Linked DNA regions of Sus scrofa: region 2 is linked to region 1. Evidence: chromatin contacts called from public Hi-C data. All regions are on one chromosome and are shown on one strand. The core of a region is the stretch at or near the end of the contact, and the rest is flanking DNA. Distances in the headings are between cores, read along the strand shown. Region 1 holds the start of ZNF608 (zinc finger protein 608). Region 2 has its middle 570 kb from the start of ZNF608.

The links. Hi-C and Micro-C count contacts between places; a contact is called where the count stands out from the background.
Region 2: a Hi-C map of skeletal muscle shows a contact between it and region 1, with 3 times the contacts expected there. The contact joins the enhancer-like site here to the promoter of ZNF608 in region 1. A contact is called at or near these places in 6 of 47 Hi-C or Micro-C datasets (alveolar macrophages, embryonic fibroblasts, fetal heart ventricle and 2 more) and 1 of 2 datasets of contacts at active chromatin or transcription factors (skeletal muscle).

Annotation. Positions count from the first base shown.
Region 1 is chr2:128,155,168-128,158,147 of Sscrofa11.1, reverse strand. ZNF608 (zinc finger protein 608) reads left to right here and starts at 1,379. Exons shown (of 13, transcript XM_005661601.3): 1 at 1,379-2,008.
Region 2 is chr2:127,587,687-127,590,722 of Sscrofa11.1, reverse strand. No RefSeq gene overlaps it. Among named protein-coding and RNA genes, the nearest start is that of ZNF608, 570 kb to the left of the region's middle. Within about 2 kb of position 1,737, at least 15 of the 83 cell types and tissues checked have an H3K27ac peak or open chromatin away from gene starts, as enhancers often do. A contact at or near this core is called in skeletal muscle, where this site is marked.

The DNA.
Region 1 (2,980 bases), core at 130-2,629:
GCTGGGCAGGACCCTCTTCCAAACCGAGCCAGGAAAATGGGGGCAAGGGCAGAGCAAGCCGATTTCTGTCTCTTGTCACATCTAGTGCCCAATAATTTAATATTAAACAAGGGAATAGTCACCCATTACATGTAATGGTTATAATTACCGTTTTCCACCTCCTTAAAAAAGCAAGCAGCAAAAACACCATTAAGGAGAAAAAAAAAAAAAAGCCCCACCCAACCCAAACAAACCCACAAATAGTAACAATGGTGTGTTTATTACAGGACCTGCCTAGGGAGCTAGCAAAATGTTTTTCTTTGTTTAAGACATTGGTGGGGGGGGGGTCCCTAAAATCCAAGTAGCTTGGAAGTGCCCTCCCCGCTCGCCTGGTCGTCCCCATCCCGGCCCCTTGGGAAAGCCGACAAATTGGAGATAAGTTGAGGAAAGGTTTATAAGGTGTTTCTTTAAAACATCTGCTTTGCTCTTGTGCTCATTACATTTCACTCCTTCCGAACTTCCGAGCCTAGATCTGCGAGAAATGTTTCACATTCATAACTTGTAGCTGCTCCCACTGCAAGGGCGGGGGTGGGGGGAGGCGGCGGTGGGGAGAGTGTGTGCAGGGGGAGGGGAGAGACCTTCAGCTTTTTTTTTAAAGACCAGATCAGTATTTTCTTGATACGCTTGTCACCATTTTTGTTCTCACGACAACCAATTGAGCCCTTGATCCTCACGTGATGTGAAAGGCTTGCACTGTAACAAAATCGCTTCTTTTAGATGGTTGGTTGTTGCTAACTCGCCCATCCCCCTCTCCCAGCCCCGACATTTCCAGCAAAGCGACTCTCCACTTCCAATCCATCAACAATTCATTACTGCTTTTAGCTTCCAAACGCCAGCTAATTAAAAATACTAAGCCAAGCTCTGGGGCCATCTGACTAAACACAGGAGGGGGTGGGCGAGGGAGGAGGAGGAGAGAAAAATAAATAAAAAGGAGACGCACCGTTTGCTGCGACTATAAATGGGAAAAACTGTCCTGAAAAAGGTCGCCTTAAAAAAATCTTTTTTTTTTCCCCTCTAATTATCGAATTACCACATGACTGATTGACTTGAGCGACAGCAGATTTTTTTTTTTTTTCTCCCCCTCAGGGACTTATACTAGGAACTCGGTTCCTTTTTCTTAAAACAACATAAAACAGGAAAACATCACATCCTTTAGGTTTCGAAGACTGAACCAATTTTAAACGCCGTTATTTTCCCCACCCCGCCGACCCCCGCCCCGAGCGAAGGCTGTTAAAACTGGTTTATCAGCTCCCTGAATACTCTGCTCCCCTCCCCCTCGCACCTTTCTTGTTCTCCTCTTGCCGGGCTTCTCGTCCCCCCCCTTTCCTCCTCCCCCCTCCCCACCCCCCGCGTCCCCCTCCTTTCCTCTTAAGTTAGTTCAAGAAATCAAATCTGTCAGGACGGGCGGAAAAATGCCACTTCCCGACTAACAGGCGGAATCCAGCCCAGATTTTCAGTCCTTTCTTCTTATTCTTTCTTCCCTTTCACTAATTTATCCCGATGTTAGCACATTCTGTCTTGTTACTAGCGGACGCCTGTAGGTTTGCTACATGGGATCATTACTTACTGATCACGGTGACTCTGAAGTCTGGAACTGAAGGCGGAATGAGAAGTTGGGAAAACTTTTTTCTCTAAGCTCGCTCTCTTTTTTTAAAAAACTATTATTCTCGATGCTTGTTAAGAGGAAAAAACCCTTTTGGTGCTTCTGTTGTGAATGTGAAACATTATCTTCCAGCTGTACAGTGACACATTTTTTTAAGGAGAAAAGGACTGATTCGTTTGCCAAAAGGGGGATGGGGAGGTGGAATAATGTTATCGAGTGATTATTCTGGCTGAGATGTGTTATTTGGTTCCTTCCTTCTTGATCATTTGGTGTTTAAGTAAAATGAGGCACAGGCTTGTTTGCCGAGTGGAGTGGGAAAGGCATTTTGATTTGCTGGCCTAATTAAAAAATGATAAAGGATTAAAGGTAAGCAATGTCTGTGTGTGTGTGTGTGTGTGTGTATGTATATTTATTTTTTTTTTCTTGACAACTGTTAAAAAGGGGCTGATCCCTTTAAAAACCGTTTTAACTGATCTTTGTCAAACACACACTCATTTGCGGTCATTGAGGCCACCTTGGCGCAGATCACTTAAAGTGTATGTCTTAATCAGTTTCCCGTACAGTCAGTAGCACCATATTTAACAGACTGAGCAAGTCTGTGACCTAGGAATACGGTAGAATTGTTTAGATGTAATTTTTTTTCTCTCCAAAGGCAGATATTTAGCCTTTTATTTAACACTGTCTTTTCTTTAATAGAGAAATGCTCTTAAAGACGTGTGTATATTTCAAGAATAAAATTGTATTAACTGTTGGGAAAGACAGGATAGGAGAGGGGGTATGGGTATGGGGGGGCGTATTGGTTGTTTGTTTTTTTTTTCTTTTTTTTTTGTTTTTTTCCTGTTCCTTACTGGGAACAAAAACAGATTGCCCAGACAATTTGTAAAAAGAAGTAATAAAATTAGAAATGAGAAGAATTTAGTAACATCATTCTGAAACTAGTCTCAGAGAACTTCCAGGGTCTGGTCTTTTAAATTGCAAGATCTAGGACATGTTTAAGGATGTTTAAAGCGTGTTCCTTCCTCTTGTCTGAGTGTTCAGGCTGTGTTTCTGGGGTTGTTATCATGTGTATGTGCCAGAAAGAAAAAATCCTAAACTCTCTTTTTTTTTTTTTTTTAAACCTTTCTGGACTTGACTCAGATCCTTAAGATATTTTGATGCCTTTAAAAAAGTGATTATCCTTGTGCTGTTCATAAAGGGTTTTTCTTTTTTAGCTACTGTGAGATGCTTACTGTCATGGGTATGTTTTTCGGGTTTGGTTATTTTCCTTTAAACCTGATATTGGACTGTGGAGACAATACATGAACCACTTTACTCTCCATCCTTCCCTGTACCCCTTAC
Region 2 (3,036 bases), core at 488-2,987, 570 kb after region 1:
GCGTCCTCCACCCCTTCAGCCTCTGCCACCTGCTCTGCCCCAGAGCCAGCAAAGGGATTTCTTCCCACACATTGGGATCCCCAGGCTAGCTGGTGGATCCCCCAGCTAGTGTATCCAAACACTGCTGGTCCCAGGACCCAGTCTCAGAAGTGGGTCTCTGTAGAGTGAGCGGCAGGGGACCTTGGGTACCTGATCAGAGCCTCAACAGCCATCCAGTTCAAGCCTATGTGTCCAGGTCCAGAGGGTCACATCCTGCTCCCCAAAGAGGGAGATAATGACCATCACTCTTGTCTTTTCATCCAGAAAGTGTACCCTAGGGGAGGCGTGGGGTCCATTCTTGGCATTTCTAGCTATGTGACGTGGGCTAGGTCACTACATCTCATTTTTCATGAAACGGATATAGCAAGATGCACATCACTGTGTTGTGAAGAGAGTAAATGAGCAAGTGTGAAAGCACTGAGTGTGCATTGCTGCCATAACATACCCCTTTTCATCATTCCTGCCCCACCTGATCCACTAAAGATCTTGTGAAGTAGTAAATTGTTATTGTGATGACATCAGCAGCTGTTTTACGGGCTAGGAAATAGTGGCTAAAAGGAATGAAGTGATTTTCCCAGCTTTGGTTCCATGGTGAGTTAACACGGGGATGGTTCACCTGCAGCCCGTTTCCTGCTCCTGGAGGCTATCTGTGCTCTCGCCAGAGCAAGGAGGTCCTCTTGAAGCTACCCTGTGCATTCAGTCATCTGGCACGCTCCACATGCATCTTCCGAGAATGCTGGGTTGCTTTGTGCTGCCCAGGGGGAAGCAGTTCCCTTGCACAGATAGCTGAAAACTCCTGCCATAGATCTCACTTTGGAGCCCTGCACAGTAACCCTTCCCCTGATCACTCGCATAAAAAGTGAGTAACCTGGGAATAATCCCTAGACCTTCTCTTAACTGCTCCATCTCTCTGGCTTACGCTCACTTCCCCATCGTGCACACATGATGCACAATTTCAGTTCACTCACGTTTTGGACTCTGGGTCACTCCAGTGCCTTGGGCACTTAGCTCTCTTTGTTCCCCACCATGCCCACCGTACCTACACCTTCTTTGTGTGCGTGTTCATTTAATTAGTAAATGTTATTTTTTTAGAGTGGTTTTAAGTTCACAGCAAAATGGAGCCGAAAGTACAGAGAGTCCCCATGGACCCTTTTGCCCCCCTGCCACACACCACCTTCTTTTTTTTGAAGCTAAGATGACAATGCGACTTTCCCATTGGGTTCTTTGTACATGAAATGCTACTTCTCAGTTGAACTGCCTGAGCACAATGCAATAAAGAATCCATAACAATAGCTGCAATACTGTGCATTACTATTCTAATCATATATTTTATTGGAAGCCGTATACCTCTTAAAACCAGCATTTCATTTGCCTCCTTTGCCTTATAGAAACCCCACCGCTGTGACAACGGTAGGAGCAAAGCTAATGTTCTTTTCCAAATTCTTGCTTAGATTCAGAGCAAGAAAGAAAATGTGAAAGAAAGAGAAAAATCACACAGTCATTTCCAGCCATTTGTGTTAAAATACAAAGAAAACAAGGCACATTCAAAAATGATGTGCCGGGCAGCCTCCATTAATATTTATTTTGGCATTAATATTGATAAGAAAGTACTTTGTAGCTGGGCTTTGTTGCCTCCCCCAGTGTCCTCCAGCTCTCTGTTCTTCGGGCTGGTGGCCATTAGCTCACATCTCCCTCTGTACCCAGAGCCTCTGAGAGGCTTGGCGGGCCTCCAGCTCACTTACGCTTAAATGGACACTCAAGATCCGACAGACACACAGCTAAATAGAGGCCAATAATTCAATACAGTATGACTGTACTGGGGCTGCTAGTAAATCCATCAAGCAGTAAATATCATCTGAAGCCAATGCAAGCTTTTATCTTTCCAATTTTTTTGTATGTCTGAGCGAAGCCCAGGCATTCAGCGAATCATGTAATTTATTCTGCGGTGCCAAGCCTGGGCTGTCTCAGGCATCATATTGACTTTTTTTTTCCCCATCTGTCAGGGGCAGTCAGCAGCGCTGCTATTGTGGGAGCGCATCACGTTACATCTATTTATTTATTTATTTCTGCTGCTGCTTTGTAGAATGATTGGGCAAGAACGCATTATCTCAGATCAACGAATACTAAGAAAAGCATCTGAACATCATTACGACAGCATGTTAAACATTTGTCCTACCCAGTTTGTTAAATCAGCAAATGTATTTCCGGCAAATGCTTGTAATTGTTCATAAAGGGCTCCCTACTGCAGGGTTTTATTAAGCTGAAAATATGGCCTGTTTTTTTCTTCAGCTCTTTAGGTCATCACTGATGCCTGTATATTGTAAATAATGCTGAACAGCTGTTGTCTTGACCTGCTCTGTGCGTGTGTGTGTGTGTGTGTCTGTGTCTTTCTCCATACAGACACACAACTTGCTGTATCTCTGAATGTTGCACACATATTTTGTGCACATGAGTAGGTCAGTATGGCATAAAGCAATGTATATTGGCAAAGTTAATAGGATGATTAAGTTAATGATTAGGTTGTGGATTCCAATGGTTAGAAAATATCTTTGCATGAACCAATTAAAATTAAGACTGGGAACAAAGCTCTTTTGTTTACTCTTGTTATCTTACTAAAAACTTAAAAAAGTATAAGCCCTAAATTTGAATGTTAGTTCATACTCTCTTGGTCTTGCTTCTATGTAACCTACAAATGGAGAAGAGAGGCAAGAGGGAGAAGGATGTTCCCAAAGTCCTTCCTTCACAATGGGATCTGAGACCACTAAGGACAGACACAGCCAGTGGCACATAGAATGACTGGTACTCACATTCCAAGTACAGCCTGCTTCCCTGAGGACCTTTTCCTAAGCCCTCCAGCCCTTTCTCTAAAGCCAGTTATTCTGCTTCTGAGATTCAGTTTGACTCTCAGTTGATTCTACTTAGGTTTGATTAATGTCCAACTCTGGGAGCACATATCACAGAAACGTATTTTAAAAGTAAGTGTCTTGATCTTCTTAA